2 separate regions of the Canis lupus genome follow, and region 1 is linked to region 2. A link is a contact called in public Hi-C data. All regions are on one chromosome and are shown on one strand. Each heading gives the region's core, a stretch centred on a gene start, on an enhancer-like site or on the middle of the called end of the contact. The rest is flanking DNA. Distances are from core to core; before and after follow the strand shown. Region 1 holds the start of DYNLRB2 (dynein light chain roadblock-type 2). Region 2 has its middle 42 kb from the start of CMC2.

What was found. Hi-C and Micro-C count contacts between places; a contact is called where the count stands out from the background.
Region 1: a Hi-C map of blood shows a contact between it and region 2, with 3 times the contacts expected there. The contact joins the promoter of DYNLRB2 here to the enhancer-like site in region 2. A contact is called at or near these places in 2 of 9 Hi-C or Micro-C datasets (amygdala and blood).

The regions. Positions count from the first base shown.
Region 1 is chr5:71,737,216-71,741,715 of UU_Cfam_GSD_1.0, forward strand. It overlaps DYNLRB2 (dynein light chain roadblock-type 2), which reads right to left and starts at 2,900. Exons shown (of 4, transcript XM_038538246.1): 1 at 2,753-2,900; 2 at 333-408. The coding sequence starts at 2,755. LOC102156069 (a long non-coding RNA gene) reads left to right here and starts at 2,919. Exons shown (of 8, transcript XR_005360053.1): 1 at 2,919-3,089.
Region 2 is chr5:71,421,191-71,425,391 of UU_Cfam_GSD_1.0, forward strand. No RefSeq gene overlaps it. Among named protein-coding and RNA genes, the nearest start is that of CMC2, 42 kb to the left of the region's middle. Within about 2 kb of position 2,916, at least 15 of the 20 cell types and tissues checked have an H3K27ac peak or open chromatin away from gene starts, as enhancers often do. A contact at or near this core is called in blood, where this site is marked.

The sequences.
Region 1 (4,500 bases), core at 1,650-4,149, 320 kb after region 2:
AAAACTGCCAACAATGACATCCTCCCTGTCTTCAATATGATAGTTTTATTGTTGCTTCTGAAATATTAGAAGGGTCACCAAAGTAGACAGTGTATAGTGTTTCTTAGGGATATACAGATATTTTTAGACATGTCTTATTCATATTTATATCTTTAATTTTTAGAGCACTTGGTATGGAACAGAGGCTTAGATGTTTGATAAGTACATGTTATAGCTAAAACACAGAAAACATATGTTTTATTTCAAATTCTAAGATGTCTGTCCTAGGCTCGGCACAAGTAGTTTCTCGGTTGGCTTGTGTATGTCAAGAAGGCAACCTGTGATATATTTACCTTCTGCATTTACGACCATAGTTCCAATGACCCCTTTATGGCTCTGGATCCTCTTTAGGGTTTCCTCCACCTCTGCCTGAAGAGATCAGGAAGGCAATTAACCAAACTCAGTCTTTGTGGTAGCCCGAATCCTAAATTGAATAATGTTCAGAGACATCTACCCTCCTATCCCTTTAGCCTAAGGTTCTTGATACTATAATCTCAGACCTTTGGAAGAGAGCTTTGAAACTGTCAAGTCTTGTACAAGCCTGCCAAACTGATAAGACTCCTACATAAAACCTTACATACCTCTGGGCTTGAACTCTTCTAGGGATGGAGAGCTTACTGTCTCACAAGAGCTCACTCAGTTTTAAATATCTCTGTTTGCTGGAAAAGCATTCTCTAAGTTGGACAGAAATCTGCTCCTGCTCATGTTTTACTCATTGATCTTTCTGTATTCATATGAAAAATTCCTTATCTGTATTATAGCCCTTTACATAGTTACTGAGCTATATGGTTACTTCCGTCTTTCTAAAAGTATCCCTTCATGAGAAATCTCAGTCTTAGTCCTAAATGTTACCTCCTTGAGAGTTCAGATGATTAAATTCAGATGATTAAATCTGTAAACACAGCAGAGTCTAAGATTCCAGGATTCTGTTAGTAACAATAGCCTGGGTCTCGGTGCAAATGTTCAATCACGAATATTCAATCATGAGTGATGATGCTGGAACACCATTGGGTTTTAAGCTCAGCTTTCTGAATTAATCTTTTGCACAGACTCTATTGTACCAGTTTTATTCCCTTCTACCAATGCTAAAATCACAATCTTTTCCAAACTTGCATATTATTCCTGAGTAATCACTGGATTTTCTGGATTCAAACAATATCCTACAGAGTCACTTGATGAGGGTTTGTGATCTATTTTTTTTCCTTCTGACATCGTATGGATGAATATTATGCTACTTTAGTCAAAACTTTTCTTTTGCACTTGCTGTGGGCAGGAACACTTCCGTCCTCTTTTCCACCACTACAGCAGGTGTTTTCTGAATTTCGGGCATTCGTGTGCTGGACTCCCACTTTTTGCCATAATGAATACCATCTACACTATTTACCTAGTATGCTCGTTGAATTATCTCACTATTAAAAACTTAAACAAATGCATATTACAAGGAAACTATACATCACTACCACAGATGGAAATCTGCTGATTGTCATAAACAGAAATAACCATAAGAACAAAAATAAATGAAGAGAGAACATATTATTAAATTCTACTCCAAAGAAAGGTCTGAGCCTGAGCACTGATGTTCAGGTTAAAAAAAGAAATTACCAAATGACAGTGCTTAAGGACCTAACAGTGCCAGGAGCTTTCTACTGGATATAGTCTACCGGCTGGGAGAAAAAAAAAAAAAAAAGAAGAGGAATAACTTCCTCAGATATGATTCACTGTGTTGTTATTTCCAAGCTGTCTTACACAGCAACTTTGCATATCACTTTGGGAAACACTGCACTAAGGCGGAGTAGTTATACAGGGGACCCAAAACATATTACATCTTTGTGTCTTTAAGGACATTGTCCACAGCTCCTTACGACCACTCACCCCTCCTTTATCTTTTTTTTTTTTTACTTCCTTGTCAAATGCTTCTCTCTGTTGTCAGCCTTTCCCTCTCTTCTTTCAGCTGTTTTTCGTGTTTTCTGCGCTCCCCAATGCAATCTCTTCATCCCAATTTCCAATCTCCTTTTAATTCCTCTCTTAAAACTCTGCTTTCACCTTGCTGCTTTTTTTCACCAGTCTCCACTTTCCTTTTCTTATCCTTCGCTTTCAGTTTTTGCTCTGTCCTCCCTTTCCTCTTTCCGCCCCCCTCCCTTTTTAAGATTTTATTTATTCATTCATGAGACGCACACAATGAGAGGCAGAGACACAGGCAGAGGCAGAAGCAGGCTCCACGCAGGGAGCCCGATGCGGGACTCGATCCCGGGACCCCAGGATCACGCCCTGGGCCGAAGGCAGGCGCTCAACCACCGAGGCACCCGGGCGCCCCTCTATTTTCCTTCCTTCTCAGCGTCGCCTCCTTCTCCGCCCTCTCTCCCTGTCGCATCTTCCTTCCTTCCCAGGATGATCCGACTTCTCTCCACATCGCCTCCTTCCTCTTCAAACTTTCCTCGCTGTCGAGATCCCTCACCCCTTCCACACCTGTCATACCCGCCCCACCTCTCTCTTCCCTTTCTCGCCGCTCACACCTCGCCACTTCCAGCCGCCGGAATCAACCCTCCAGAGACCTATCCCTCACGAAAGGTTTCCCCCATCTAGGTATCTTGTCCCTGTCGCCCCTCCAAAAAAGCTTCTGGAGCCCCCAGCCCCGGCCGCGGCCCCGGGCCGGCCAGGCAGGGGAAGCCCCAGACGTCGGCGCCCCCGGAGCGGAGCGAGGCTCCAGATTTACCATCGTGCAGACAGCTGGACTCTCGGCTCAGTCCGGCGCCAACGCGGCCCGGGAAGTCCGCAACGCTTCCAGCCGTTGCTAGGAGACGGGGAGGATGTGACCTCCCGGAAGTGCCGGCACCCGCGCCTGCGTGGACGCGGTCCGGCGGCGGCCGGGGGCGGCTCTTCCGCCCTGAGGTGGCCTTGACGCCTCCCGGCCGCCGTAGGCCGAGGTCGGGGCGCGGGGCCCCTGGGGCGCTCACCTGGGGGCACGTAGGCCCGTGGGGCCGGCGGCCTGCGGAGCGGAGCGGGCCCGGGCCTGGTGGTTCGGTCGTGCGTTCATTCAGTCATGCCTTGAGGTACGCCGTACCGTCGCACGTCGCACCGCTCCCTCGTTCAAGAACGTCTCCTTGACCACCCGCCACGTGCTGGGCGCGCTGGGCCCCGGGACCCTCCAGCTCGGGCGACGAGCGAGTGCAACACGCGCAGCAGCGCTGGCCGAGCGTGATGATGCGCCCGGAGCCTGCAAGCGAGGGCCGGGTCCCTCCCCTCCGGGCTTGGGCCACTTCCGGGGGCTGGGGGCAGCCGCCGCCGCCCCACGAGGCCCAGGCCCAGGCCCAGGCCCAGACCCAGGCCCAGGCCCGGAGAACTTTCCACACGCCCCGCCGTGGTCCCCGCCCCCGCCCCCACCCATAGTTTTTTTTTTTTTTTTTCTTAAAATATATTGAATAGTACAAGTATATATATATATATATATATATATATATATATATATATATATATATATATATATATATATATATATATATATATATATATATATATATATATATATATATATATATATATATGTAGGTTACTTGTTGACTTCTGTGTCCTTGCCCCCCAAACAGTAGAGCCAGCCGCCTCTTCTACTCCCCTCACAGGGTCCCGTCCCCTTACTGCCCTTCACTCAGGTGCAGGGTTTCTACTCACTAGTATCTTTGTTTATCCCCTTAGGGTTTTGTTTTTTTTTGTTTGTTTGTGTTTGTTTTCTTTTTTTATTTTTTTTTTCTGGTCATTATCTGACAGAGGTTCTGAGTGGCTGAGAAATTGCAGGTGGTAGTGCGGGGGGGGGGGGGGGGGGGGGGCGGGGGGAGGGCTGAGGGCTGTACAAAGTGCCCTAGAAGAGCATTTCACAAGGTGTTGAAGGAGCTGATGGAGGAAACACGTGGAGGATCAGCCAGGGGTGCTGAGGAGGGCGTTGGTGACGCGTCTGCGGCCTGGGAGGCAGAGACCAAGCATGTGTGAAGTGTCCGCAGGAGCACGCGGTGGCTGCAGGCCTCAGGTCCTGGGGTTGGAAGAGGGCGACCGGCGATTGCTAGACACAAGTTACAGGTTGGGAATGCACCCCCACGGGACCCTGCTGTAAGGACTCCCCATACTGCTGAGGCCGTTTGTGCCTCCATCCCCCCACCCCCAACAGCCTCCAGCCCAAAAAAGGCATGCTCATTGCTAAGACGGTCAACTAGAATCTGAATGGGCCTGGTCAGGGATGCTCTGAAACAACCAAAGTTGTGAGTTGGGGCTAATTGGCCCATTTCCCCTTAGAGTCTATCATTTCGTGACTTTATGACAATACCTGAGAAGTTCTAGTTCAGCTCTCTCTCTCTCTCTCTTTTTTTTTTTTTTTGGTGGTGGTGGGGGAGATTCTGGTTAGCCTCATTCTGTCCTTTTTCCTCCGAGAAACATAATGCCTCCCCCCAAATCCGGATCACAATAGCTGAGTGG
Region 2 (4,201 bases), core at 1,666-4,165:
CTCCCTGGAGGGGAAATGCATGGGACAGTGGATTATTGGAGAGTGTCCTGAGAATGAAACTGGAAGGTATAAAAGAATTTGGTGGCTTTCAGAAGAGTTTCTCTGTTAGAATGCCTGAAATACTTTCATGTACTGCCTTAGCAATTTGTAACCTACCTGGTGTAATGAACCCCCATGAGAATCTGAGATTATGGACATTCTTCTCTGAAAGATGTATAGTTGTACATACAATTTCAGGAGGTTCACAAAACTCCAGGAAGCCAGGCCATGGGACCCCAGGTTCAGAGCCCTTGCACTAGATGGGGAATCTTGCCAAGGGAACTCTGATACCTCTTAACTTGTATGGCAATTGGATGGGCATTGCCAACTCTTTCTCCTGGACTTTCCTTTGTTCAGGCATGCATGTCTAACCAACCCTCCTCCTCTGAGAGACATTTTCAATGCCAGGTAACTTTGAATCTAGGCACAACATCTGCCCTCAATAAGTCTTTCTTTGTTTAAGTCTTGCCAGCCACTGGGCCATTTCTGTCTCTTCAAGTTGATCCTATACTTACTTCTATTTTGTGGATTTTAAAGCTTTTCTCTCAACGGGTATTCTTATTTAGTGTTTTTTAGGGATATCAGGATTCTTCTGCTTGTGATAGATGGAAAATCCACATTTTAAATGGCTTAGGCAAAAAGAGGGAATGGTTTACACAATTGTTCAAGAGCTATGTCTGACTTCAGCCGTAGCTGCATCTAGGGGCTGAAGTGTCACCAGGGGAACTCAGTCTCATGGGCAAACTGTCTTCCTTTGTTTCGGCTTCATTCCCAGGCAGTGTTTTCCTCGTAGTGGCAGCATGGCTGCCAGCAGTTTCAGGCTTACTTCTTAGTCACTCTCAGAAATGTAAACCAGCTTCCCACAATCTGCCTGGGAAAAAAGCAAATGCGAGATTATCTCCTTTCTTCATCTCCAACCAGGATGTACTCATTCACTCATCCTACTCTGTTTGAGATGATGTGGTTGTTAGAAGGGCCAGATTGAGACAGGACTTGTAGGATAAATGCAAAGCAGTAAAACATGTGGCCGGAGTGGAACTGGGGAACAGTGTAAAAGCAAAAAAGCAAAGAATGTCCTGCATCAGTGAAAACTTTCATGTGAGTGGAGGAAGGTGCTTGGGTAGGAGTGTTGAGAGATAAGAAGAAATGGGACAGAGTGGCAAGGGATACAAGCCCTTATTTACCATGATAAGGAGCCTGGGCTCTACAAAGGAGCAAGGGACAGACTGTCAAAGAGCTTCAAGCTCCTGACACAACCATGTGGAAGATTTGAGAAAGATTGCCCTGACTGCAGCGTGAAAGATGAGTTAGAGGAGGAAGGCCCAGATATAGGAGGCATCTTCCTGGAGAAGTGATCACCATCTTCCAAGAGACAAAGGATGAAGGTCTGAACTGAGGCAGATGAAGGAAGAACGGGTTTCCAAGCTTTTACGAGGCAGAGTTGACAGGCCTGGAGACCAGATGAGTGGAGGATGAGAAAGGAAGAGTCTAAGATAATTCCCAGGCCTCTCTGCTGGGAAACTAGAAGGATGGTGGTGGCTTGCACTGAGAGGAGGAACATGGGAGAGGTTTAGGGGTGAGGGGGAGATGGAGAGTTAGTGCCTTGGGATATCAGGTTGTGGCTGTCTGGATGTTAGCTGGATTCCTGCATCCGGAGCTCTGGATGGGCAGACAGGAGGCTTGTGGGCCATGGTGGTGGTAGTTGTGTTGGGAGCATTAATAATCTAGATAGCACATCACCAGCAGAATGCCCTATTGTTGTTATAATTTTGTCGTTTTAATTAGTATTTTCTTCTGTCCTGTTCATTTCCATTGTGATTCCAAGTCTTGGGCGAGGGAGAGTCCAGTTGGCCAAGCTGGGCCAAAGAGTAAGCTCTTTGGTATGGGGAGGGCAAGAGACTTAGATTTTTCACTACTTGGGACACCTGGGTGGCTCAGCAGTTGACTGCTCCCTCTGGCTCAGGGCATGATCCCGTGGTCCCAGGATCGAGTCCCACATTGGGCTCCCTGCATGGATCCTGCTTCTCCCTCTGCTGTCTCTCTCTCTCATGAATAAATAAATAAAATCTTAAAAAAAAAAAAAAAAAGATTTCTCAGCTACTCAAGGTGGCACAGTGTAGATGAGGTCATTTCCCCAGAAGAAATAAAGATATTAACCATGAAAAGGGGGGAATGGATACCCTATGACCCCAAAATGACAAATGTCTGTTTATAACTCCACCACTTATTTCAGCCTGTTTTCTTTCTGGTGGTTGCTACTAAGAGGCTACAAGAGTTATTTCACCTAAAGCTCTGACACCCTCCATCTGGCTCATAGCAATTGCTTTTTAAGTGTTTATTATTTTTATACCAGTGATCCAAAACATAGTTCTTTAGGTAGTGGGCACAGGGCCAAAGTATTTCACAGGAAATATTTCAGAAAGGACACATTTCCTCAAGCACATGGTTACTTTAAACTGTCTTAGGGCATAGGTAACTCTGATGACATAAATCACTCTTGACCAGGTGTGGAGCACCGAGGCCGTGAGTGGTGCCCTCTACAAAGCAGCTTCCTAATGAGTGGATAAACTAACGTTTTATGTTGAACACATGGCATGTGTCCGTGGTCAGTGCAGCCATCATGACCCACGTTATTTATTTACTCTTCACCCTGACCTTGGGATGGAAATAGCATTCTCTGCATTTTAAAAGCAAGATAGGCCTCGGGGACTCGGGGCATCGTGACCGGCCCAAGGACACGGGGTGGAAAGTGGCCGAGCTGAGGTGACACTGAGCTTGTTCTACAAGTTCTGGGCAGGTGCTGGGAGGCCAGCTGGGGCAGGAGGAAGCGCGCGCGTCGCCCCGCGGGCCTCCCTGCGGCCTGGAGCGCACACATCAGCCGGGAGGCGCGGGCCCCAGGGCGCGAGCGCCTGCTCTCGGGCCGAAGGTCCCACGGAGCCACCCGGGTTTCACGGGCGCTCAAGCCTGGCCGCACGCGGCGTCTGCGCGGGGACCCCCTTCCCCGGGACCCGGCGGGGCGGACCTGACTGTGGGCGCGGGGAGGCGGCGGCGGCGGCGGGCCCGGGTTGGCCTCCTCCCGAGCCCGTGCGTGTCTCCGAGGCTCCGGACTGTCTCAGCAGGAGCCCTGGCCACAAACACAGGGGCCCGAGGAAAGTAGGTCAGCGCGCGGCCCGCGGCGCTTCCTGCCCCAGCCCGCGCCTCCCTCGCCGCGCGGGGCTCCTCCTCCCGGAGCGCCGCCCGCTCCCCCGCACGCGCTGCCCCCGCCGCAGCCCCCGCCGCAGCCCCCGCCGCAGCCCCCGCTCCCGCCCCTCCTCCTTCCTGGACCGCCCCGCCCGCTGCCCGGCCCCGCCCTCCCGCTGCCCGGCCCCGCCCCTCCCGCGGCCAGGCCCCGCCCTCCCGCGGCCAGGCCCCGCCCCCTCCGTTGCCCAGTCCCGCCCCTCCCCCTCCCGCTGCACGGTCCCGCCCCCAAACCCCTCCCGCTGCCCGGCCCCGCCCCGCCCCCGCCCGCTGCCCTGTCCCACCTCCTCCCCCTGGTGCCCGCTGCCCCGGCCCCACCCCCTCCCGCTGCCCTTCCCCCCTCACCATCCCGCTGCCCGGTCCCCGCCCCCTCCCCTCCGGCTGCCCGGTCCCACTCCCGCCCCCCTCCCCCTCCCGGTGCCCGCGGCCCGGCCCCGGCCCCGCCCCTCCCCCTCCCACTGCCCGGTCCACCTGACACCTGCCCCACTCCCTCCTCCACCACCACCTTGGCACGTCCACTTCTGCTAGCCATAGGCTTCCTAATACACCCAAACAGAGAACGTGCTTGTTCTAAAGAGATCAAAAGATGCGCGGAAGTTGACGCAGGAGCAGAGGAAAAATCCCGCAGCTCAGAAATAACCATCGCTGACACCGGGTGAACAACTGCTCTAGATATATTTTTATGGATATAGGCACATGTTTTAATGTATTATGTATATGCGTACGGTTAGAGTATAGATATAAATATTGTATAAAAGGCAGATGCTATTTCTTTTAAAGCATTCAATTTAATACTTTACTTTTATTTGAATTCAGTACTAGAGAAGAAATTGTAGCGAGAGGGAAGGAATAGTTGAAAAAAATTTTAAATATGTCTTTACCACAAGAGGGTAATAATTCCTTTAAGAAGAATGACAGGAGGTGA